Linked DNA regions of Drosophila melanogaster: region 2 is linked to region 1. The links are chromatin contacts, called in public targeted proximity ligation maps. All regions are on one chromosome and are shown on one strand. The core of a region is the stretch at or near the end of the contact, and the rest is flanking DNA. Distances in the headings are between cores, read along the strand shown. Region 1 holds the start of Tmhs (Tetraspan membrane protein in hair cell stereocilia). Region 2 holds the start of acs (arcus).

What was found.
Region 2: a targeted proximity ligation map of the Kc167 cell line shows a contact between it and region 1, with 4 times the contacts expected there. A contact is called at or near these places in 28 of 107 Hi-C or Micro-C datasets (the Clone 8 cell line, the D17-c3 cell line, the Kc167 cell line and 10 more) and 1 of 7 datasets of targeted methods (the Kc167 cell line).

What each region holds. Positions count from the first base shown.
Region 1 is chr3L:1,882,598-1,887,793 of dm6, forward strand. It overlaps Tmhs (Tetraspan membrane protein in hair cell stereocilia), which reads left to right and starts at 3,060. Exons shown (of 6, transcript NM_167926.3): 1 at 3,060-3,249. It overlaps Aprt (Adenine phosphoribosyltransferase), which reads right to left and starts at 2,422. Exons shown (of 3, transcript NM_001299980.1): 1 at 2,094-2,422; 2 at 1,726-1,963; 3 at 1,295-1,651. The coding sequence starts at 2,188. The coding sequence ends at 1,436. It overlaps CG13937, which reads right to left and starts at 444. Exons shown (of 9, transcript NM_167924.3): 1 at 403-444.
Region 2 is chr3L:1,969,141-1,974,336 of dm6, forward strand. It overlaps acs (arcus), which reads left to right and starts at 2,498. Exons shown (of 9, transcript NM_139429.2): 1 at 2,498-2,681; 2 at 2,934-3,059; 3 at 3,123-3,273; 4 at 3,337-3,458; 5 at 3,898-4,124; 6 at 4,199-4,329; 7 at 4,396-4,574; 8 at 4,632-4,804; 9 at 4,861-5,145. The coding sequence starts at 2,677. The coding sequence ends at 5,102. CG11815 reads right to left here and starts at 2,060. Exons shown (of 1, transcript NM_139428.3): 1 at 1,051-2,060. The coding sequence starts at 1,990. The coding sequence ends at 1,139. CG1927 reads right to left here and starts at 939. Exons shown (of 3, transcript NM_139427.4): 1 at 460-939. The coding sequence starts at 477.

The sequences.
Region 1 (5,196 bases), core at 1,810-4,309:
GGTCATCGAGTTAATTGTTTGGCACCGTGCACGTAATTGTTTCTTAATAATTATACACACACTCAAGCACACAGCAAACTTGGCAAACAAATGCTAAATGCGGGGCGTAAGAGGCGTATACGTAACGTGCTGTCAATTGCCGTGCTTTCTATGCCTGTGCCCTCTCTCTGCCCTTCCGCTCTCTCCACTCTTCCTTCCGCTCTCTTTTCACAACAATAAACAACAACAAACACGCGGAATGCGGGATGAGAGCCACTTTTTAGTTGTTGTTAGTCAATTGTTTGCCAATTGAGGAAAAGCGCGCAATCAATATCAATTCTCCAGGCGTGCTTGAATAATTTTCTTCTTATTTATTTTTTCTTTGTGAATAGGGGGGTGTGTGGTTAAACAACAAACACCAACCGTTAGCGTCATCACCGCACAACGCACATTTCACGAGTGAAATCAAAATCAAATGCGAAATGAGCACAGGCTGAAAGCAGCGACGTCGGCAGCGCAGTGGCTGCGCAGTTTCGCTTTTTGCCAGTCTCCATTCTCTCTTCCTTCTGGCTCTCCGCTCCTTGATTCCTTGATTTTTCCTTGCGCGCTCGGTTTGTTGCTATTTTTCCGTGTCTTTTCGGGGGGTTGTTGGGTTGGTGTGATTTGTTTATCGGCGGGCTGGGCGGGGGCGGAAGTTCCTCGAATTCTGGGTTAACGCAGCACAACAATTTTTGTTTATCGCTGAGCAAAGGCGCCGGTAACGGTAAACTTGAGAGCGACGAAATCAGTGAATGTGCCAAGAGAGAGAGAGAGGGAGGTGAGAGTGCAGTGAGTGCGCAGAGAGAGAAAATCGTTTTTTAGAAAATATATTTTTGATATAATTTTTAAGCAGTTAAAAATGTTTACCCATTTAAAGACATCCGTTAATCTTGGTTTGAATTTCATCCGTTTGCATTGTTGCTTCTTACTCACGTAACATATTTCAAAGCATACTTTTTGGATTGCTAATAATTAAAGAAAATTTAATGTACGTAAATAGCTGGAAAAGTTAAATTAATAATTATTTTCATGTGCACTTTTTTTAAGTAATATATTCTTTAATATATACATACCTAAAAACCCTATAACAACACCAAAATTTAAAATAGATTATTTAATTTATGTTCGGAAAACTATCCAAAAATAGTTTTCGATATCCAAGTTTCGTTATTTATTTTTGCTTTTGTCGCTGTTTTACATACTTTTTGCTTATACAAATGTTTCACCGTAATAGTCAACCCATGTATTATTATTCAAAATAAAATAAGCTATGTTTCATTGAGAGATTATACGATTCTGTTATCAGAGCCAAATATATTTCGTTATAAAAATATGCGTCTGTCTAGTTTTTATAAAAATTTGCTAGTTGAATAGGTAAATGCAAGTGTGGAAGGCTTCGTCACAATTCGATTAACTCTCAGTACTTAATGAGGGAATGCACTTTTCCATCCAGCCTTTTGCGACCCTCCAGTCCAACTAGTTCCATGACCACCAGGCTCTCCACGACAACGCCACCCACCTTGCCGATGAGTTCAGTGGCGGCCACCAGGGAACCACCTGTGGCTAGTAGATCGTCAACGACAACGACTTTTTGGCCGGGCTTGATGGCGGATTTTTGCAGCTCAAAGGTGTCCTGGGATAATTAAGTTGAAAGCATAAACATCTTTGTGCTTGGGAATAGTAAGTAATATATTTGGGAGTACTCACAATACCGTACTCCAGTTTGTATTCCACGGAAACCACTTCTCCCGCCAGCTTGCCCTTCTTGCGAATCGGAGCACATCCCAGGCCCAGCTCGGTGGCTATGAGGAGATTAAAGAGGAAGCCCCGCGAGTCCAGTCCCACGATGACCTCCGCCTCGGGAGCACTTTCCCGGATGTGATCAACAAGCAAATCGCGCAAGTACACACATGCCTTCGGATCGGTGAGGGCTCCGAATATGTCACTGATGTTTAATATGAAAACAAATGATTTTACACATTAACAACCTGATAAGGGTCCATTTGCTCGCCCATAATCATCATCGCAGCACTATTAGTGCTCCAATCTAATAACCTCGAGTGACGATAACTCACCGGAACAGAATGCCCTCCTTTGGGAAGTTCGGATACTCGCCAATCTTGCTCTTTACATAGTCTAGCTTGTCTTCCGCGCTGATTGAGGGGCTCATTTTTCTACTTTTATGTTTATTTATTTATTAACTTAGTTATAAGGGACTTTTTACATGGGTTTTCTGACTGTAGCGCTACGTGAGTGCGTGCCCAACTGCGGATTGCCGTACGGAACAGCTGATAAGTCAGCTGATATCGGGGAAGGTGGTTGCTATAGATGGGAGATATGCCACACGATGAACGGTCGTGTTGAGTTCGCTGCGCGGTCGATTTGAAATTGAGGTGGATAAGGTGCTGTGGGGACTTTTAAACGCTTTGAAAATATAAATTCGGAAAAAATTAATATAATGCCAAATCGTCGGTATTTCACTATTGAAAGCAATCAATATAATTTATGGGTTTTGATTTAGTTAACTACAACCACTCTTCTCTTTATGATATATATTGATGATATGATATTTCGTATATTTTCTGTGTATTTCCACATTTATCTTAGAGTTCTAATGTCGGCTAGCTATTTCAAAACCAAACATTTGGTTTGACATTTGCTTGCACAAAGAAAGCAGTTCAATGAATGCGGCAAACATCCTGCAGGTAGACAAGAGGCATTAAGAAACCTCCCCCGACTTTTCTCTGGGTCTTTCTCCAGATCTCGAGGCTATCAGATAGATAAGTGGAGAAATCTCAGTAATTCTTTGAGGGAAAGACATTGAATGCAGCACTGTTTATCGAGCTAAATGATTGAAAAGAAATGCCAACAATTTTCGCTGCACTTATCAAAGGCGGGCCAAGATCGGGAACTCTCACCTGGACTCCATCTCTCTCTCTCTCTCTTGTTCCCTCTTTCTCTCGGTGGCCCACTCACACAGGCACGCAAGTGAATGTGAGTATCTGTGTGTCTGTATCTTAGACTCCCAATGCCAAGAAAGATTCAGTTCGTTTCTCAGCGCCGAACGCGACGGTTCAGTTTTATTGGTTTCTTCGGAAGAAGCGGATCGAATTCGAATTCCTTGCCCGCGATTTTTAATAATTAATGCAAACTCGCGAACAATAGTAGTAAATTAAAATAACAACAATAGTCCGGAGGAACAGCTAAAACCGAAACCTGTTCTCGACCAACGTAAGCAGCGAAATAACGCATGAAAAAGCAAGAGTTTGCAAATCCTCAGTTTGAATTCGATCTTAACGGCAGAAGTAAATGTCAGACGACAAAACTGCGCCCCGTTTTTGCCATTTTAAATGTCGGAAAACGACTCTAAAGGCAGCCATAAACAACAACCATACTGCAGTTACTCCAATAACAACTGAAACAACAAAGTTCAAACAACATAAAAACGTGAAAACCTACAAAAAATATATACATATGTATCTATGCAACATTAGACACAATATAGCGAAGTGCAGAAACACATTCACAATCGCATACTTGTACGGTTGCACTTGGAGAAATAATTGGGAAAATAGCTTGAGAAACTTGTCACAAAAGCATTGTAGTCTTAGGTTTAAAATTGGTTTAAAATAGTTGATACTTTTGGATAACCTTCAACTCGAAATGGTTTCTGAAATATTTTAGAAACTTAACGCAATTTCTTCTCAGTGTGCTAGTCACACACACATGCATAACTTGGCAATGTGAAGACGTGCGTACGAAAACTGCAACTGCAACAACAACTGCTGCAACTGCAACTGCAACAACAACTGCGCGCCCGAGTAACGTGAAAAACCAGAAAGAGGCACAGTTTTTTGTTTTTCTGCTGGGTTTTGTTTTTATATTTCTTTTTTGAGGCAAACGAGCATCTCTACTGAAACGAAACTTCTGCGGCTGCGCAGAGGCGGCCTTCGTGATGAAGGGCATGGAAATAGGGCGCTCGGAAAGCAGCAGGAAAAAGGGAAATTTATGGCCGAACTTTGGAAGATGGATTGTAATATTTCCAAAAGTTATGTTATGAACAGATGGTTCACATATTTCACACTGCAGAGTGTGAGTCAGTAGAGCTGATTCAGATTAGCTTACGATTTGAAATATCCCTGATATTAGATAGAACCTCTAGCCGCTCCTGACTTTTTCGTAGGCAAAAGCCGAGTGAAGAATCTCGTTGTGAGCTGCGATTATGCATAGACCCCCATTGTAGTTGTTTGGGCCCGTTGATCATGGTTGGCAGCTTGGTATGCGCGAATGTTTGCTAACATCCAAATCGTGATCTAATAAAAAACGTAGGGAAACAGAGACACATACCAGCGGCCCACGAGCGAGTGGATGAGTGAGCGGACCAGCTCTGGATGGGATCGGGTCGGATTGAAGACTCTTCAAAGGGGCTGTGTGGCATCCACCACCAGCAACTTTCGCAAAAAGTAAGCGCTGAAAAAAGCGGACTTCTCCCAAAATGGATGGCAGCTGGAACGGCTGTCAATACATTGAGTAACTGACCGCAAAAAAAGTAAAATTTTGCCGGTTCTCCGTGTCTTCAATCCCGTTCCGTTTTGCGGTTCTCCCTGCTGGGAGGAGAAAAGAAATCGTCTGTTTGGAACACAATATATGCAGAAACGATCATCACACCTGGACAAAAAAAAAAACAAACACATTGTATAAAGGGGGGAACCCGAACCCAAAGAAATGGGCAAAGGCGAAAAGTTGGAATAAAAACATGGAACAAGAGCCACTTTAAACGCCATTTCCGCATAATTCTGAAATGTAGGAACCAGTTTCGAATGGTGGTGGCTGAAATTTAGCAACTTTTTTTGAGAAACGACGAACGTGTTAATCAAGCCAGTGGCACCAAAGTCTTTAGGTTCCACTTTGTTGGCCAAAACAAACCATAACAAGCTGGTTACATGTACATGTAGCTCCGCTGATCGCCAAGCGGAACAATGAGAGATTTTCCCCCGCTTAGCCGGTGAAAAGCTGAAAATGTGAAAATTAATTACCAGTGTGTGGCCAATTGGTAGCTGTTTTGGCTGTTTGATGGCTCCTCGGCGTCTCTCGGGGCGAGGGAATCCCCATTTCAAAGTCAGAAGCCGCTCCAGACACGGTTTACTCACCACGCGGTCGTCTGGCTGTGCCTAATGT
Region 2 (5,196 bases), core at 1,248-3,747, 86 kb after region 1:
GATGACGTCCATCATAAACAAAGTTGACTTATGTCAACTGAATGTACTATGTACGGTGGTGAGCCCTTTTGAAAAAAAGACTGTAATGGCAGATAAGCGGTCGAACATAAAAACAAGGCCAGCTAATCAATGTGACTAGATAATCTACACTATATTTAGTTTATGAATTTGGCTATTGCGTTCTCTTTTCGGCTTACTGGAGTCACAGTTGGCTTAGTGCTGTAGTCTGTAATTAACTGAGTATGGGATTTGGCCCGGCATTTTATGGCACCTTAATTACAAGCCCGACATGAGCCGCAAAAAATCCTACAGATCCCACTCTTCTTTGTATATATATATGTATATTTGTTTTCCAACTAACCAAGATGGTTAACTGGTTTACAGATCGCAGCTTTCATAGTACATCTGGCTCTCTTTTCTCTTTTCCGTTTGGCACTTCTCTCCGCTTTTGGCACTTACCTTAATGGAATAACCCATGGCTGCTGTCTGGCTTATGGTTTATTTTCACAGTTATGTCGGCGTCTGGCTTTGTATTTATTTGTCAAAACTATTTTTCACGCGAACCACAAACAGAAACTCACACAAACAACGTATATCTGCGAATTTATATGCGAGTGTGTGTGTGTATATTTTGATCCACTGCAATCGGAATATTATATGGACGAGGAAACTGTGCTACGATGGATATTTCGAAACCGGTTAAGCGGTTCGCCAGTTGCCTTTGCTGTTTTTGCCCGTTTCATTTGCGGCTCGATTGTTGTGTTTATTTTGGTTGAGGGGCGACCTGTTGGCTTTTCGATGATTTGGGAGATCCGCAATTAAATTTGCATAGCCAATCGGTATAATGACTAAAAAAAAAACGTAGTTTCGATATCGGATTTTCACGCTTCTCTCGGCGAACTCGAACTTTTTCCACACACGCACACCGAACAACTGATTTCAATTCGTTGGGAGAGAAAATCGGATGGTGTGACCGCTAATATGCCACCAGTATATACCAGTTTTCGAAAGAGCTTTTTCAAAGCTCAACACACTAAAAATACTGGAATTAAACTACAATTCATTTATTAAGCTACCAAATAACGTACATTTTTGAACAATATTGTTCATTTTTCAAGAGTAACGCAGTCTGCTTTATTTAATCCTTTTTGTTGTCATCGCCTTCACACTTTCCTTCCTCCTTCTTTTGTTGCTCCTTCTTTTTGATGTCTTCTTCCTTCTTTTGGCACCAAGCTTTCAGTTCATCCTCGCTCATGTCCTGGACTTTCTTCTCCTTGGGCGAGGACTTGGCCTCCTTCTTTTCCTGCTCCTTCTTTTTGATGTCCTCTTCCTTTTTCTGGCACCAAGCCTTCAGTTCCTCCTCGCTCATGTCCTGGATTTTCTTCTCCTTGGGCGAGGACTTGGCCTCCTTCTTTTCCTGCTCCTTCTTTTTGATGTCCTCCTCCTTTTTCTTGCACCACTCCTTTAGCTCCTCCTCACTCATCTCCTGGAGACACTTCTCCTCGGCCGAAGATTTGGCCTTCTGGATTTTCTTGGCTTGGTTGGAGAGTATCGCATCGCACTCGCTTTCCAGCTTCTTCATGGTCTCCAGTTGGGCCTCGCCACACTCGGATTCTTCGTCGGCTTCGATGGATGCCTGTAGTCCTCCGTCCAATCGACGTTCGTCTCGTAACTCCACAGCCGTGACCGTGAGTTCCATAAATGAGAATCGATGATAGCCAAAGTAAGTTGGGTTCTTGTAGGGCAGCGCTTTGCCTGCTCCTGGTCCCAGCTTCTCATCCGGTCCACTGAACTGGCGGAAGGAAGAGGGTCTCACAAACGGCGGCACATCGATCCCATTGTGATCGACACTGGTCGGTTGGTAGCCCTCATCCGGTGGATCCTTTGGTGGGCGAGGGGTGTTCGATGGCTTGTTGCTCAACTTGGGCTTATCAGACAGGCGGCGAAGAATTACAGGTTTTATGAACAATCGAAGTGGATTCTTAGACATTTTCGGGAGCACTTTTGTTTTAAAGTAAATGTTTTTAAATTTTACTGTTGCTCAAAACAGGAGATGTCATTTTCAGAGGTTACTGTGTAAAATTGAAAATATACATCTCTACATCACGTATACGCCCTGATATCCTAAAGCTTTATTCTGTAAAGTAAAATGTAAGCTTTGTGTGGAAGTATCGACTAACTAGAAATGTTGAATTCAATGATGTCCAAGCTTTTGCCATAATATATTAGGTATAAAGAGTTTGATGATTGTCGATGAACTTTTCGGGAGGTTCAAACCGATCAGCAAACTGGTTAAGGCCTTCATTCTGGTTTTATTATTTCCACTTAAGAGTGCACATAATATTTTGGCATACATTTCGGATTGCTGCACTCCGGTTTCCCACGTTCCCCGCGAAGTCTTCTGATACGGCTGATTATCGTGCAATTATCTTTCCAAGATTATCAGCACGGTTTACGAACGAGAGGTGTTGAGCGGCTTCGACCGGGATCCGAAATTTAGTATCCGTCCGGTGGGCCAGGCACTCGGTTGAGTCCCCAAGAAATCTGGTTGGGCCGGGAATTCGCAATCACGAAACGATCTTTGTCTCTTTGGCGACTTAATTGCGTGTGATAAAAGATTTATACGCCCGCGAGCTCAAGTAGCTTTATCAAATACTCGGTCGCTACTTTATCGCTATGAAGTGAGTAGTCTTCGTATTCTTCTGGTTTCGAGATCGTAAAAAATAAGCTAACTGATGCGCAAACACAATAAATGACAAAACATTAGCCTCAACCAAATCCCGGTTAAGAAATTGTATATTTTTACGACCTTTAATTTTGAACCAACATCTTTTCTCGAGGAACCTCCTTGGCGCTTATTGTTTAACGACCCGAACCCATTTATCAATCAATCAATTCACCTCAAAAACAACTTTTAATTGCTCCCCCAACAGCGACGATATAAAAACCGTGACGGTTTACCCAACCACACTGGAATTAACGACCCCAACAAAATCAGCGAATGGCAGTAACGATGATTACGATCCTCATCAGCACCGCGAGCTGAAGAATCCCACTACGTAAGCATAGATTTTCAACAGTGCTGAGCTCAGAGAATCATTTTCAGGCCCCACTTTCCCCAGAAACTTTCAGACATTCGCCCACTTCCTGAAGGCTTCCGTGGGCACTGGCGTCCTGGCCATGCCCAGTGCCTTCGCACACGCAGGATATGTGAATGGCACCCTTCTCACGCTGATCATTGGATCGCTGGCCCTCTACTGCCTGCACATTTTGGTGGGTTTTTGGTGGGAGTCACATAGAAATTTCCTTACTTACTTATATATACTTGATTTACAGATCAAATGCATGTACATACTGTGCAAGCGGCAGCGGGTTCCCTACGTCAGCTTTTCGCAGGCCATGAATCTGGGACTCAAACAAGGTCCACCCTGGCTGCGTTGTTTGGCACCCATTGCCGTGTAAGTGAAGTAACTCGGCAAAACAACTGCTATCTATAACTTCCCTCTATATATTGATTAACTTTCTAAGTGCTTTTTAATGATTACTCAATTGGGTAATGAAAATCTTATCTTGTTGTTGATCAATAGATTTTCACTACGATTTATTGTATCTTTATCTTTACAATAGCACCCTAAAATATGGGGGCACATCCCAATAGTTTGTTTAGTAATTGGTTTACATCGCTTATCAATAATATCTTGAGGGTTTTTTTTATTCAATTACTTGCTTAAGTTGCGGAAGGTTTACCAATTTACATTTTAGCCAAGTGTTGAGTACCTATTGTGAAATTTGTTTCCTAGTGGCTTTAGCATTTAACTTAGGCATGAGGCATACTTACTTGTTTTATGTTTTATATATTGTATGTAAATCATATTTTATAGTGTTATTTTTCATCAGTCCCTTTGTAGATGGCTTCCTGGCCTTTTACCACTTCGGCATCTGTTGCGTCTACGTGGTTTTCATAGCGGAAAGCATAAAGCAGCTGGTGGATGAGTATCTGGTGGTCTGGGATGTGCGAATACACATGTGCATCATCATTGTGCCACTCCTGCTGATATATAGCATAAAGAATTTAAAGCTACTCGCGCCTTTTTCCAGTGCAGCAAATCTTTTGCTTCTAGTGGGTAAGTTTTTTGTTTAATTTGCATACTTTTTCTAAAAAGAAGTCATTAAGTTCCACTTTTTAATTTTTAACTAGGTTTCGGCATCATTTTGTACTACATCTTTGAGGAGCTACCACCCCTAAGTGAACGAGATCCTTTTGTGGCCGCCGGAAAGTTGCCCACCTTCTTTGGCACAGTGCTCTTTGCTCTGGAAGCAGTGGGAGTGGTAAGTCTTAAAAATAATAAACATATCATATATAATGCAATTTAATCATTTATCTTCTTTGAAAAGATCCTGGCAATTGAGGAGAATATGGCCACGCCCAAATCCTTTGTGGGCCCCTGTGGCATTTTGAATAGTGGCATGTCCATAGTGCTGGGCTTGTATGTTCTGCTCGGATTCTTTGGCTACTGGAAATATGGCAATGAGTCGGAGGGCAGTATTACACTGAATATTCCGCAGTCTGAAATGTGAGTTCTCAATGCTATTTAAGTGTTAGCCACTTAATGTTGAATTCCGCCTTTTAGACCCGCTCAGGTGGTAAAGGTATTCTTTGCCATCACCACTTGGATCTCATATGCCTTGCAGGGCTATGTGACTGCCCACATCCTGTGGGATAAATACTTGGCCAAGCGCTTCAAGGAAACCAGGCAGACATTCTATGAACTGATTTTCAGAGCCATAATCGTGCTGCTCACTTGTAAGGAAAGAAACATTTGATGAAATACTAGTTTTAATATGTTTATATATTTTTAGTTGGCTGCGCGGTTGCCATTCCGGATCTATCGGTCTTCCTCTCCCTGGTTGGCTCCTTTTGCCTTTCGATCCTGGGCCTCATCTTCCCCGTGCTACTCCAGATCTGCGTCCAGTACACCGAGGGCTATGGACCATTCCGGATAAAGTTGATCATCAATCTGCTGCTTTTGTGCTTTGGCATCTTTGGCGGAGTGGTGGGCACCTATGTTAGCATTTTGGACATCATTGCGGTGTACAAGTAAACTTCGAATTCGTTGTGGTTCAATAAACTCGACCTTAATTTACATTTGATGATGTGGCTAGAAGATTTATTGCAATTGGCCAATACACACACGC